2 separate regions of the Bombyx mori genome follow, and region 1 is linked to region 2. The links are chromatin contacts, called in public Hi-C maps. All regions are on one chromosome and are shown on one strand. The core of a region is the stretch at or near the end of the contact, and the rest is flanking DNA. Distances in the headings are between cores, read along the strand shown. Region 1 overlaps LOC101741044. Region 2 overlaps LOC101741044.

What was found. A called contact is a pair of places that touch in the nucleus more often than the background predicts.
Region 1: a Hi-C map of middle silk gland shows a contact between it and region 2, with 1.4 times the contacts expected there. The contact joins two enhancer-like sites. A contact is called at or near these places in 2 of 7 Hi-C or Micro-C datasets (middle silk gland and midgut).

What each region holds. Positions count from the first base shown.
Region 1 is chr11:2,800,704-2,807,095 of ASM3026992v2, forward strand. The region is part of intron 1 of LOC101741044; the gene reads right to left. It overlaps LOC101744060, which reads left to right. Exons shown (of 20, transcript XM_012692530.4): 9 at 8-137; 10 at 487-610; 11 at 1,005-1,156; 12 at 6,276-6,372. Among protein-coding and RNA genes, the nearest start is that of LOC101741044, 20 kb to the right of the region's middle. Within about 2 kb of position 2,923, at least 2 of the 8 cell types and tissues checked have open chromatin away from gene starts, as enhancers often do.
Region 2 is chr11:2,746,566-2,753,276 of ASM3026992v2, forward strand. LOC101741044 reads right to left here. Exons shown (of 21, transcript XM_021349697.3): 3 at 6,497-6,711; 4 at 4,680-4,809; 5 at 4,051-4,165; 6 at 3,406-3,481; 7 at 658-801. Among protein-coding and RNA genes, the nearest start is that of LOC101744060, 24 kb to the right of the region's middle. Within about 2 kb of position 5,121, at least 2 of the 8 cell types and tissues checked have open chromatin away from gene starts, as enhancers often do.

The DNA.
Region 1 (6,392 bases), core at 1,673-4,172, 52 kb after region 2:
TTCACAGACCCTCCTCGTGCGGCGGGGAGGGGGTGAAGCTATATCGCTTGGATTAACAGTTGAAAACGGAGTAACAGCCCTGAGGGTACTCATAGAGGGAGCTGTGGAACATGCCGTACTCTACCCTCCAAACGATGGTAAGCTAACGTTTTCTCTCTCTCTCTCTCCCTCATTTCCTTATCCCACTTTAGGGCAGAGTCGGGTGAGGATAAGATGATATGCGAGATGGTAAGTGGTTAACCAGTGCCCATAGATATCAGCAACGTCAATTTCGCGACTCACATTGGAACATGACCTCTGAGTCTCAGTTTTACAGTACAATGGCTACCCTACTGCTAAACACATTACTGCTTCACGACAGAAATGGGCAGGGCGGTCGTACCTACCCGCGCGGGTGTCACCCTACCACAACTTTCACATCCCGTAACTTAGCCTGGAAGATTCTTTGACCACGTAAGACTTAACATCTCTCCATCCCCCCAACAGCGCCGCAAATAGACCTGTACGACACGGATTCCGTATCCTCATTCTCGGCGGAATCGAGGACCGAAAGCCTGTCGCCAAGAGACGTCTACCTGATACTGCCGGGCGCCAATACTGACGTAGACGCGTAAGTTACGTTCTCCCACTTGTTAAGCCACCCGAGCACTTAAATCACACAACCCCAATGCAGCTACCCCCAATCATAGTTCATTAGTAGAATACTCAGAGAATTAGTCTCCTTACAAAGCCCACGACACAAGCAGACCTTCTTAGCTAAGTAAGCTCCCCTGTTCCGAAAACCCTCGAGAAGGGTACATCCAGAGAGACACGGTGTGCCTATCTCACGAGCCAAGACCGGCAAGCAAGAAGTGTCGATTTGTGGGTACTCTTGTCTCCAAATGAGCTGGAAGACAAGAACCTTGATAGAAAAAAGAATCTATCAGAGCATAGCGTTGTATATTTCCTCGAAGCGACTGAAGAACAACAGTTGTTCTGATCTAAGAACGGAATCTCCTTTCTAGACTATCAGTTCTACCGGCCAATCCTGATCCGGAATCACAGCCAGGAATGATGGGGAAGTGGCACTTGAGCGTCCGCTGCGACACCTGCGACTACAGGCTCTGCGTCATGGCCAGGGCCCAGATCCACCTGGACGTAGGCACCGACGGTGCAGGTAAGACGATACCAGCAGACGAGCAACCCCTAACCTATTTAACCAACTGTGGTCCATGGACATCACAGAACCGAAGTCCGTGGATCTGACATTATTACTGAGTCTAAAGTAGACGTGAAACGCCTAACCTATTTAGCAAAGTGTGGTCCATGGACATCACAAAGTCAAAATCTCCATTGACTTCCGATACTAACAAACAAATAGCAGTATGAGTTTTTTTTTTTATTGTGTTATTTTTTCCAAATGTTACCTACACTTTAAATGGCTCATGTGTAAAGTTGCAAAAATATCTCTTTAAACCAAATAGCGTTCCACTTCTCGATATTCTGGTATCAAAAGAAAAATAAACGCTTCTAATGATCTAGGTCTATTTTTTATCTACAATAAATTTTTCTTCATCTTATTTCTTTTCCATCAAATTTCATATGTTCAACTTTTAACTTTTTTATAAACATAATATGAGTTATGTATTTTTGAAATAGTTTAATGACTCTCGTATATGCGAGTTGGGTTTTTCAAGTTAAGAAAATTCCACTTTCTTCCGTCGACATAATGTACAAAAATATATATAGGACAAGTCAATAATAATAGCGCGTTGGCGAAGAGCGCTTCGGTTCATTGAACTTTTCGAGGTAAGAATCGGACGGAAAACGAAAAAACAAAAAAACTCTCCGAACCGCTCAAGCGCTTTCGTCCGAGAACAAATTATTACATTTGTTTAAAATCCGAGAAATTATTACATACATCATCGTAACAGCGTGACGCGCTGATTCCCGCCAAAAACGAACAGATTCGCGCATTAATTACGTAAAAAGAATAAAATTCGAATTTCAAACACAAACAAAACAAAAAATATAAGCATACCTACTTAAGTAAAACCAATATCACAATACAATAAAATCAAACCGAGAAAAAAAAACAAATCACAGAATTACAAAACTGCCAACCTAACAAAAATCAAAAGCAAAAAAACATCACATCTTTATAACATTGGTATCGTGGCAACTATATCACAATATTAATACTAATAATAATAAACACACTAACCTTAGTGAAGTTACGGTTACATTCCAACGCCGAGATTCCCGAAAAAATGGCTTCGCACCTTTTCTGGGTCAAGGTCGGTATTCGCTTTTTAACACGAAAATACTCTAGTGTCGTCGGTCACATTCGCTAAATTCGGTATTAGGGCTTCGTACGCAATATAAGTGTTCGTACTTAAAGAGTTCGACGAGCCAACTAATCCACAGACACAGCCCATTGTGTTTCTCGTCGGATCTTCTCAGTGAGTCGTAATTTCGATCCGGTAGTAGATTCACCGAAGCACTGCTCTTACAAAGGCCAGTGTTTGCAAATTCTCTCAGGTTGAGTCCGTGAGTACACCTACCAGTCCGGGCGTAACTGGAATTGTCCTTTATACTAACAGCGAATGGGTAGGGGAAATAAAGGCGATGCTTTAATTTAATACGTATTAATTTTAATGTTTAAATTTTTCAATCAAAAATTCCATCACCATTACGCTAGATACGCTCCATGTTGTGTGTTATTATTTTATAGTTATTGACAATCTATGATGTCACGACGTTGATATTCCGTTGGTACTAAAGTCCGCCCCGTTCTCATTCAAAGCCGATACCGAAACCCTGGCACCGCTATCCAAGCTCTCAATACCTGGCGAGCCGTGAATCTCGAAGCCGAACCGAATCACTAACCGAATACCGAAATCGAATTAACATTCCCAACACTACTAAATCAAGAGAGACGACGACAGGTTTTAAATGTCGAACGACTCGTTCGAAGTTCGAAGCTCGCGTTTTTTTTTTCATCGCACAGACTTAAATGTGTAACGCGTCTTTTGTGTATCGTTAAAATTTCTTGATTTAATTTATCGAAGGAATCGATTTTTATTTAGTGAATCGATTGTCATCATCATTCGGCACGTGTTCAAAAATGTTTTCTAATGCTAATTACATTGGTGATCATAATAAGTATGTGTATTTTAAGTCTTATACCCTACCGCGCCATGCTTAGCGTATTATTCATTTCAGGCAAAACATAAGACACTTTAATCCCCAAAAAAAATTGAAAAGGAGGAACACGAGAATCCAATTCACGTTCGCATTTCTCGTTATTTTTTTCATATTCTTTTTTTCAATAAAACAAATTTTATATTTTCGAACGCCCATGCAAATGCTTCAATAAAAGTACAATTTTCACGCAAATCTCGCGCCCTTGACGCGATCGATTCTATAAATTTCGAAATATCGGAAGGAAGCCAAAAGGCTGTGAATACAGTTGCGTTTCAAATTTAAGAAAAAAAAAACAAAAACACCTTTTTTTTACGACCATGCCACGATCAAGGTCGCCCGTGTTATAGAGCCACTTTAACGTTTAAGTCCTATTAATGAGACGACGATTATTCGCTGTCAAAATGTTTTTATTAATATTATTAAGGTAACGACCTCCGCGATTTCTTTATAGAGCCCCTGCACATTCTGAGCGAACAAATGAAAAATTAATATTTTTTTTGTAGTCTCTCTAGTCTCTTTCTGGGTCATGTACATTCGTGGTGTGTCTTGCATAATGTATGATCGAATTTTAATAAAAGCAAGAGACTGCTGGCTCTTTAATAACTAAAACATTATTTATTTATTTTTATATTCCGTCAGACGCTGTCAAGTAAACACATTGTCGCGGAACCTCGATCTTGAACCGACGACCTTTGGAACGCGCTTACTACGATGATAACGACGAATATTAAAACAATCTTTCAATTCCGCATTAATAACGTTTATACGTTGCATTCAGCGCTAAAGACTTACATCCGAAATACTGCAACCGTTTGATTGGGGAGAACGAAAAAAAAAAACTATATAAACAAACCACTAAGCGTCATATTTAAAAATCGAACTCGCAAATATTACCGCCTTTTTGAGCCAACGACGCGACGCAGCGGGTTCCTGAAGAGCTAATTCGAAATTAGAAAGAAGTTTTAATTTTCGTGTCTCTCATAGATATTTTACTTTTTACGATTAATTTTCTTTTGTTTTTTTTTTCCGGTCATTTCGACAGCAAAGACATCCGAAACACATTATACACGTACTATACGTACATGTGTTAGTAATTTTATTCGATTTTTAACTAGATTTTTTTTAATAATCACATTCGAACCCCTTCGAGGAAAAACACAACTTCACTTCGTACCACTAAACACGAGATGCGTAATCAACCGAGCCTTGGACACAACTAAACATTACTTATCAATTGCAAATGTCAATAAATAATATAATTACGCCTTGATGTTTAAAATACGATCATGTAATAATCTAATCTTAATTAAAAAATAATGCAGATTAGAAATAGAACAAAGATGTGTGTATATCTATATGTCAAACGCTTTTTTTTTTCTTCAACGATAAAACTCAAGGCAATCATAGATGATTTTGATGATTGCTGTACAAAAATGACATGTACCGTCATAATTTTAAGACTGTATCTTATAAAATATAAAAAAACGAAACAAATGGTATGATGCATTAAAACAAACGTATTAGAAAGAAAACAAAACTGAATTTGCATTACATTGCGTAGTAATGAAGTTCAAATTACGCGCGCGGTCAAAGATCGAGGGTGAAATCTGTATTTGTATTTCATTGCGGGTTCACGAAATAGCCAACTAACAACGCCAAACGCTCAGCTCGACGAATAAACATTGCATTACGTATGACGTCAGCATTTTTCTTTCCCGGTTCCGGCACAGGGAAACGGCACTTTTGGCCACATACAACATAAACTATTTTAAAGACGCAAAGACATCCGTTACTTGGACGACTACTTAATAATTACAGTTATTTAAAATCTATGAGAGCGAAATGGAAGTTCAAATTTTAATAAAAATAATAATTTCGGGCCGAAATTTAAAATAATCTATTACTTTTTTGTATCCTGAAGCTTCTGATCGGAATGTCAGAACCAAGTATATTATAACTGAATTGATGGTGCAGTAGTTAGCGCCCCGACTGTCGCGCCGTGGGCCGTGGGTTCGATTCCCGCATCGGGCAAACATTCCTGTGATGAAAAAGATTGTTTTCTCTACTTCTCTGGATGTTTTTAATTTTTTTATTGCTTAGGTGGGTGGACGAGCTCACAGCCCACCTGGTATGAAATGGTTACCGGAGCCCATAGACATCTACAATGTAAATGCCGGCGCCCACCTTGAGATATGAGTTCTAAGGTCTCCGCTTTTCCAATACAACAACCGCCCCGCCCATCAAACCGAAACGCATTACTGCTTCAGGGCAGAAACAGGCAGGGCGGTGGTACCTATCCGCGCGGACTCACAAGACGTAATCCTGCCACCACCACCCCCCCCACTTACCTCGAGATATGAGTTCTAAGGTCTCCATTTTTAAAGCACATACATGCAAACCGAATATAAAACACGTCACCAATAAGGAAATGACATAGAACAAGCTGAGGTTATCTAAGGTTATCATCTAAGGAAACCTCGAACTAAAGCGATAAGCATTTATAGAGAACAACAAATCTATACTAATATTATAAACGCGAAAGTAGCTGTGTCTGTCTGTCTCGCTTTCATCCCAAAATTAATGAACCGATTTAAATGAAAGTTGGTACACAGATGGCCTGGGAAACGACATAGGCGACGTTTTAATCCGAAAAAGGGTTTGTAAAGGGTTAAAGAGAGGGGGGGGGGGTCTGTGTTATAAAAAAGTGTATGGAAGTATCGTCATTTTTAGAGCTAAAAGCTTGAAAATTATTTTTTGGGCTTCTAGATTTGATATAAATAAATATGACGCAAAGCTTACACATCAGAGTAACACATAGGCTGAAATTTACAAAAAACATAGTGTCTATGCTTGTATGCTATGTAGTAGCTTGTGACGAAGGGCTCGACGAGTAAATTAACTCATAGACACAACCCACTGAGTTTCTCGCCGGATCTTCTCAGTGGGTCCCGTTTCTGATCCGGTAGTAGCTTCTGCGAAGCACGGCTCTTGCTAGGGTCAGTGTTAGCAAAACTTCCGGTTTAATCGACTCTGGAATTTCGCTTAAAAAAAACCGAAAGCTACTCTACTCTTTCCTCTGTTCTCTCCAGATATGCTGAAGCTGCGTGTGACCGGACCTGTGGCAAGCGTGAGAGAGTCGCTGATTGTCGACGAATACGGAACTGAACTGGCCAATTTACCTTTCAGGTAGGCCCATCAGGCAGGAT
Region 2 (6,711 bases), core at 3,871-6,370:
TGGGACTATGGATTTTCGATAGTAGCTCGACTAAAATCCGTCATCCATCTTGAGACTTAAAAGTTTTAATAACAGCTAACCCGACCTTGGTTCGCGGTATAACTAGGCAGAATTGCCACGTGTTTTCCATACGTGCTAGATCAAACGCACACGGTCAGAGCAATTGGGATATTGACGTAACAGAATAGTTAATAAATACACGCCACCGTATCCTTTGGTGTTCGGTGGGGGCTCAGCATCAGATGAGCCTAAGTGCCCAAAAAAAGGTCTCTTTATGACATTTATTTCTATATTTATTCCAAGCATAAAGCTACAAAAAATATCGGAGCTTGAAAAAGGTTACCAGCTCACTTATGTCTGATAATAGCGACTCAGTGCAAATAGACAAAGAACCCAAGTAGCCTTGTCTCAATTTAGCTGTTTCCACCACTTCGAGAACATTCGTTCTTACATATCCTTTAAAATATCCGAGTTCAGAGTGAGACCGTGTACATTCACAGCTAATCAAAGATCGGGAAAGATTTTTACAAACGCTCGCATACCTTAAAAGGAGAAATGAGGATGCCGTTCGAGGACATAGCCAATAAAAACTGCACGGAACATTCAAAGAGTCCGGTCTCCCAAGGTTCAGAGTCTGGTTTCCTATAGTCGACTTACCGGCGGAGCGCTGAAGCCGTCGGTCGAGCCGCTGTGCAAGAAATGAACCATCACGGACGGACCGTGCATCACCACCATCTCGTTGTTGGGCAGAAGCAGTTTCCTGTGCCACTCGCCCGTCGTCACGGCGTGGAGGTACTCGTTCTTGGGGAAAGGTTTTTTATTTATTCCATAGACCAATCAACGAACTGACAACCTGACAGATTTTTAAGTCGTGACCGGAGCGTGTAAACATCAAAGACATCGCACGCCTTCAGACATGAATGAGGTTGCCCTGTCCTTGTGAAACTGGAAAGGCCACCAGTAAGCCCTCAATCATAAAAATAAAAAAAAATGTGTGCGTGTACTAGTGTACACACGTAAGAAGTGAAACTTCTTTATGGCCTTATTTTTCGAAAAATGATCTACATGCAACTTTCTAGAAATTGGTTAAATAAAGTTAAATTAGATAAAGTTTAAACAAAAGGATTTTATTATCATAGACATGAATACAAAAAAGTTAAATTAGATAAAGTTTAAACAAAAGGATTTTATTATCATAGACATGAATACAAAAAAGATGGCGCGTAACGGAAAAATGTGACGCGTAACCGAAAAATGTGACGGTAAATTTTTTTCCAACGCCGATAAAGAAGTTTCACTTCAAAATGTGTGCGTGTACTAGTGTACACACGTAAGAAGTGAAACTTGTTTATGGCCTTATTTTTCGAAAAATGATCTACATGCAACTTTCTAGAAATTGGTTAAATAAAGTTAAATTAGATAAAGTTTAAACAAAAGGATTTTATTATCATAGACATGAATACAAATAATACAATTATTTCACTTTACCTTTTTGCTACTAAGATTATTACAGCATTTCATTAATTGTAATAGAATTATTACTATCATTGTCATTGTCATTATATATTTTTGTAATTAATGGCTTATGGTAACTGAAATATGAAATATATGGTTTACATTCCACGAAATTTAGTGACCGAGTAAAAACTCCATCAATTGTAGTGCCAGATCTTGTTGTTGACGTTTGAGGACTGTTTTTCATGGATAAATTCAATTTATCTTTCAGAAATTCAACTAGCTTCAAAGAATTTTCCGATGCAAAATTTACATTAAAATCTCCACTTAAAATCATCGGTATTTTATAATTATTGTTACCGAGTAAAGAGGCACCTTCACTTGTGTACGGCAACAATGAATGGTGAAGAAAAAGATGGCGCGTAACGGAAAAATGTGACGCGTAACCGAAAAATGTGACGGTAAATTTTTTTCCAACGCCGATAAAGAAGTTTCACTTCAATAAAAATGTGTGCGTGTACTAGTGTACACACGTAAGAAGTGAAACTTGTTTATGGCCTTATTTTTCGAAAAATGATCTACATGCAACTTTCTAGAAATTGGTTAAATAAAGTTAAATTAGATAAAGTTTAAACAAAAGGATTTTATTATCATAGACATGAATACAAATAATACAATTATTTCACTTTACCTTTTTGCTACTAAGATTATTACAGCATTTCATTAATTGTAATAGAATTATTACTATCATTGTCATTGTCATTATATATTTTTGTAATTAATGGCTTATGGTAACTGAAATATGAAATATATGGTTTACATTCCACGAAATTTAGTGACCGAGTAAAAACTCCATCAATTGTAGTGCCAGATCTTGTTGTTGACGTTTGAGGACTGTTTTTCATGGATAAATTCAATTTATCTTTCAGAAATTCAACTAGCTTCAAAGAATTTTCCGATGCAAAATTTACATTAAAATCTCCACTTAAAATCATCGGTATTTTATAATTATTGTTACCGAGTAAAGAGGCACCTTCACTTGTGTACGGCAACAATGAATGGTGAAGAAAAAGATGGCGCGTAACGGAAAAATGTGACGCGTAACCGAAAAATGTGACGGTAAATTTTTTTCCAACGCCGATAAAGAAGTTTCACTTCAAAAACATGAGGTCGTAAGTCACAACTGTGGTAGAACTACGCCGGAATGTGATCCAAATGTGCTTAACTCACAAGACATCTTACCACCAAAGTAATTACGCAAATTAGAATTAACATCAGTTTGATTTTTACAAAAAAAATATATTCCTACACTTCCTATATGGTGGTGGAAGTCATTCGTGTACATTTGGTTTAGGAAACGTATTTCATTAAAGAAATTGGTGCCCGCTTGTGGGATTCGAATATCGGCACTGTCGCATCGCTCAATACTAATGCACCGGTCGTCTTATTATTTAAGCCACTGCAATTATGAATTTGAGCAAATTCCCATTTGAATCAAACTGTGGTTCAACTCGGGAATAAGACGGACTTTGAAAGTCAGAGAGACTAGACTGGCGTCAGTGGGGAGACAATAGTCCACGTATTCCTTTTCGGGTCGGAGGTCGAACCCCCACTGAGGTTTCGGTGCCTAAGATGCTTGCGGGGTACTCAGGACTTTTTTTTATTTTTATTGCTTAGATAAGTGGACGAGCTCACAGCCCTCCTGGCGTTAAGTGGTTACTGGAGCCCATAGACATCTACAACGTAAATTTGCCACACACCTTGAGATATAAGCTCTAAGGTCTCAGTATAGTTGCAACGGCTGCCCCACCCTTCAAAACGAAACGCATTACTGCTTTACGGCAGAAATAGGTTGGGTGGTGGTACCTCGGTGCCGGTCACGTTTCACTGCCAATTTGAGCACCACCAACTCCAGGGTCGACGATTGTAAAAGAAAATAACTATGCTCACCTCAAGTCTCTCGGCCACCGCTTCCGAGTAGGGCACGTATCTCGCGTCGGTTGTGCCTTTGTAGAACCAGCTACATCTGAGATATTAGAGCACCGTCATTATCACATTGGCTAGACGTGACACTTAACGAGAGGACCGAGCGAATACGGATGCTGGGCAGAACAAACCCTTGAGATTTACGAGAAATGAGAAACGGTCGCAGTTATAATCTGACGTTAAGTTAAGATTCACTATACAATAACCACAGTTGGTCCAAACAAATCGGTCCTTTTCTCTAATTGGGAGATCTCTGTTAGGACGCGATGGCGTCCTTTTATCTGAGCCGCAAACTCATGGTCTCAGGGTTATAAATATATCATGAAGGTTACATGCTCGTGGCTGAAAGTCATCTATGTCTTTGTAGGGAAATAATATGTTCTCGGTTACTACCGAGTATACTACTACAGCTACTACTACAGTACTACTCTACACAGTGGCTATCACATCTCGAAGTAACGTTTGTGGTCACCGATGTCTATGGTAATTAACTCCTAACAGAGTCAAGTTTCGAACTCCATCAAGTCTAACAGATCACTCGAGCGGTCTTATACTGAAATACCAATATTTCTATCACGAGAAACCTACGCAATCCGAGCTTCCTGATACCTTAAGACATTAGTAGGCTTGTCGCTCCAGTAGACGGCTGTCCTCAGTCTCCCCACCACGTTCACGTCATACCTTCCTCCATCAGTTGCCACCAGCGTCTTCTCGTTGAGATCGGCTGGAATAGTTTACAGTTTTGAGAATCTTTTGCAAGATCCTGAGATGCCTCAACGTAGCCCGAAGACATCGAGAGGAAGTCACTTAGATCTCACCATAAGCCTCAAAGATCCTATGAACTAGGCATTATTAACACGTAGCAATCATTTTCTGAAGTCACATAATCAGTGGTGTCTTGTAATGGATGAATCATCAAAATCAATTTTACAAGTTGAATTGGGATAGCGGTTCTCCTACTCTAGGTTCCGGAGTGACAGCGATCATCAAAAGACCTCGTCAGCTCCTAAACTTATCGCATCCCTTTGAAATTCTTTAAAGCATTGGCGAACTATACGGATACAATACAGTCTAGCGTTCCGATCTAAAGAACAGAACAATGGTCACGTAACCTCATTGAGACATCGACTTCATTGCTTTTTCGATTGCTACGTATACACCTGAAAAACTAGCTTAACCAAACAGACACTAAGCAATTTCAACGACCAACTTTAGATCTCAATTCATCCCAAACTTACGACTTAGATAAGCTTCCTCTAGAGCTTTCGAATCGACTTCCGAGAAGCCTCTCCATATGGATTTGCCTTCGATGTCCACTCGATAGAACCAGTGGTACTTCACAGGATTGTATTCGGCCAGAGAGCGGTTCTGAAATACACAGGGCATTACTAAAACCACTAACACCGCTTTTGGTCACTGTGGCTGATTGGTAGGATCGGCCGGATGACGCTTCAAGGATGCTGTGGGTCCAGTAAATTTTAAAGGAACTGACAATAGCCCACTGTGGGTTGTAGAAGTGTCTCAATGAGACCATCCGCGTCAATATCAACAGTGTCCACGATGTGAATGCGCTTCATGGCAATATGTTCTTTACTTTCATATCCTATACGGGTATACCACTCGCGGCCAACCTCCTGTAAGTGGTAATGGGAGCCTATGGACATCACAAATCGTCTCACGCCCTCTCACACGTGCTGTGTAAATCTCGGTTGTATTGTGTAAAATGTCTGTTTCGATTTTCGGCAGAGATAGGCAGGGCGGTGGTAGCTACCTGTGCGGATTCTCAAGATGCCCTAAATATAAGTATATTACGAATACTATATATCGAGGGGTGAAAGGCTATTTAGTTTAACCTACGTCAGCAATTCCAGGGGCAGAGCCGAGCTGTCACCCACCGTTAAGTACTCTCCACAAGCTTCGTTTGAAGAACGATATGTCATATATCTTACTAATATTATAAACGCGAAAGTTTAAATTCTAAGGTTAAATTGCATACATGTGTGGACAAGCTCACAGTCCACCTGGTGTTAAGTGGTTACCGAAGCCCAAAGACATCTAAAACGTAAATGCCGCCATCTACCTTGAGATATAAGTTCTAAGGTCTCAGTTTTTACAGTACAACGGCTGCCCCACCCTTCAAACCGAAACGCATTACTGCTTCACGGCAGAAATTGGTGGTGGTACCTTCCTGTACGATCTCACAAGACGTCCTACCACCAGTTATAACGCAAATGATAATTATGCGAGTTTGATTTTTATTACACGTTATGTTATTCCTTCACCGTGGAATTCAATCGTGAACATTTGATAAGTACGTATATCATTAAAAAAATTGATTGGTACCTGTCTGCGGGATTCGAACACTGGTGCGTCGCCGGACATGATTGCACCGGACGCCTTATCCTTTAGGCCACGATGACTTCATATGTATGAGTGTTTGTATGGATGTATGTATGTTACTCTTTCACGCAAAACTACTGAATGGTTTTTGATAAAACTTTACAATAATAAGTCAAGTAAGTAAGAAAAAAATCTGTCTTCTTATTTTCATAATTAATAATAAATTACAGTTCCCGAAGCGAAGCGAAGGCGGGTCGCTCGTAATTAATATACAGTATTCCCCCCTATAACGCGGTACCCTTATAACGCGTTTTCATATTACGCGATTTCAATCCCTCGTATAACACGGGCATTCCCCTCTACAACGCGGGGATTCCCCACATACATATTTCCGTACTGTGAAATTCATAATAGTTTGTACAGTTCATAATTAGTTTCGCGTACCTTTGCACGTGTGTCAATCGTTTTATTACAAAATTAAATTATTTCATTAAATTTGTGTGGCTAAAGGCGTAGGTTAAATTTTATTTTTATATTTTTTATTTAAAATTAATAAAAATATACCATTTTAAGTTAAACGAGATGAATCATTCATACGTAACGCGTTATACGAGGTCGTAAAATCGCGTTATACGGGTATACAACTATAACGCGTAACCGATGCACCGCGTTATAGGGGGTATATTACTGTACTATGCTTAATAAAACTTCCTACCTCACTGAGAACGGTAACTGCATCATCGGTGACTCCGTCGGTTGCTCCTTCAAGGTTTATGGTCACGTTTTTATTGGCTGCATTGACACGCTCCATGCTGACATCACAGCCTTTACTACCGGCCGCGTTATTATTATCGTTAGCGGTCGCCTTAACTTTATAACTAACTTCGTTTATATTAAAAACGTTCGTATTGAAATCGCAACAGTATTCAC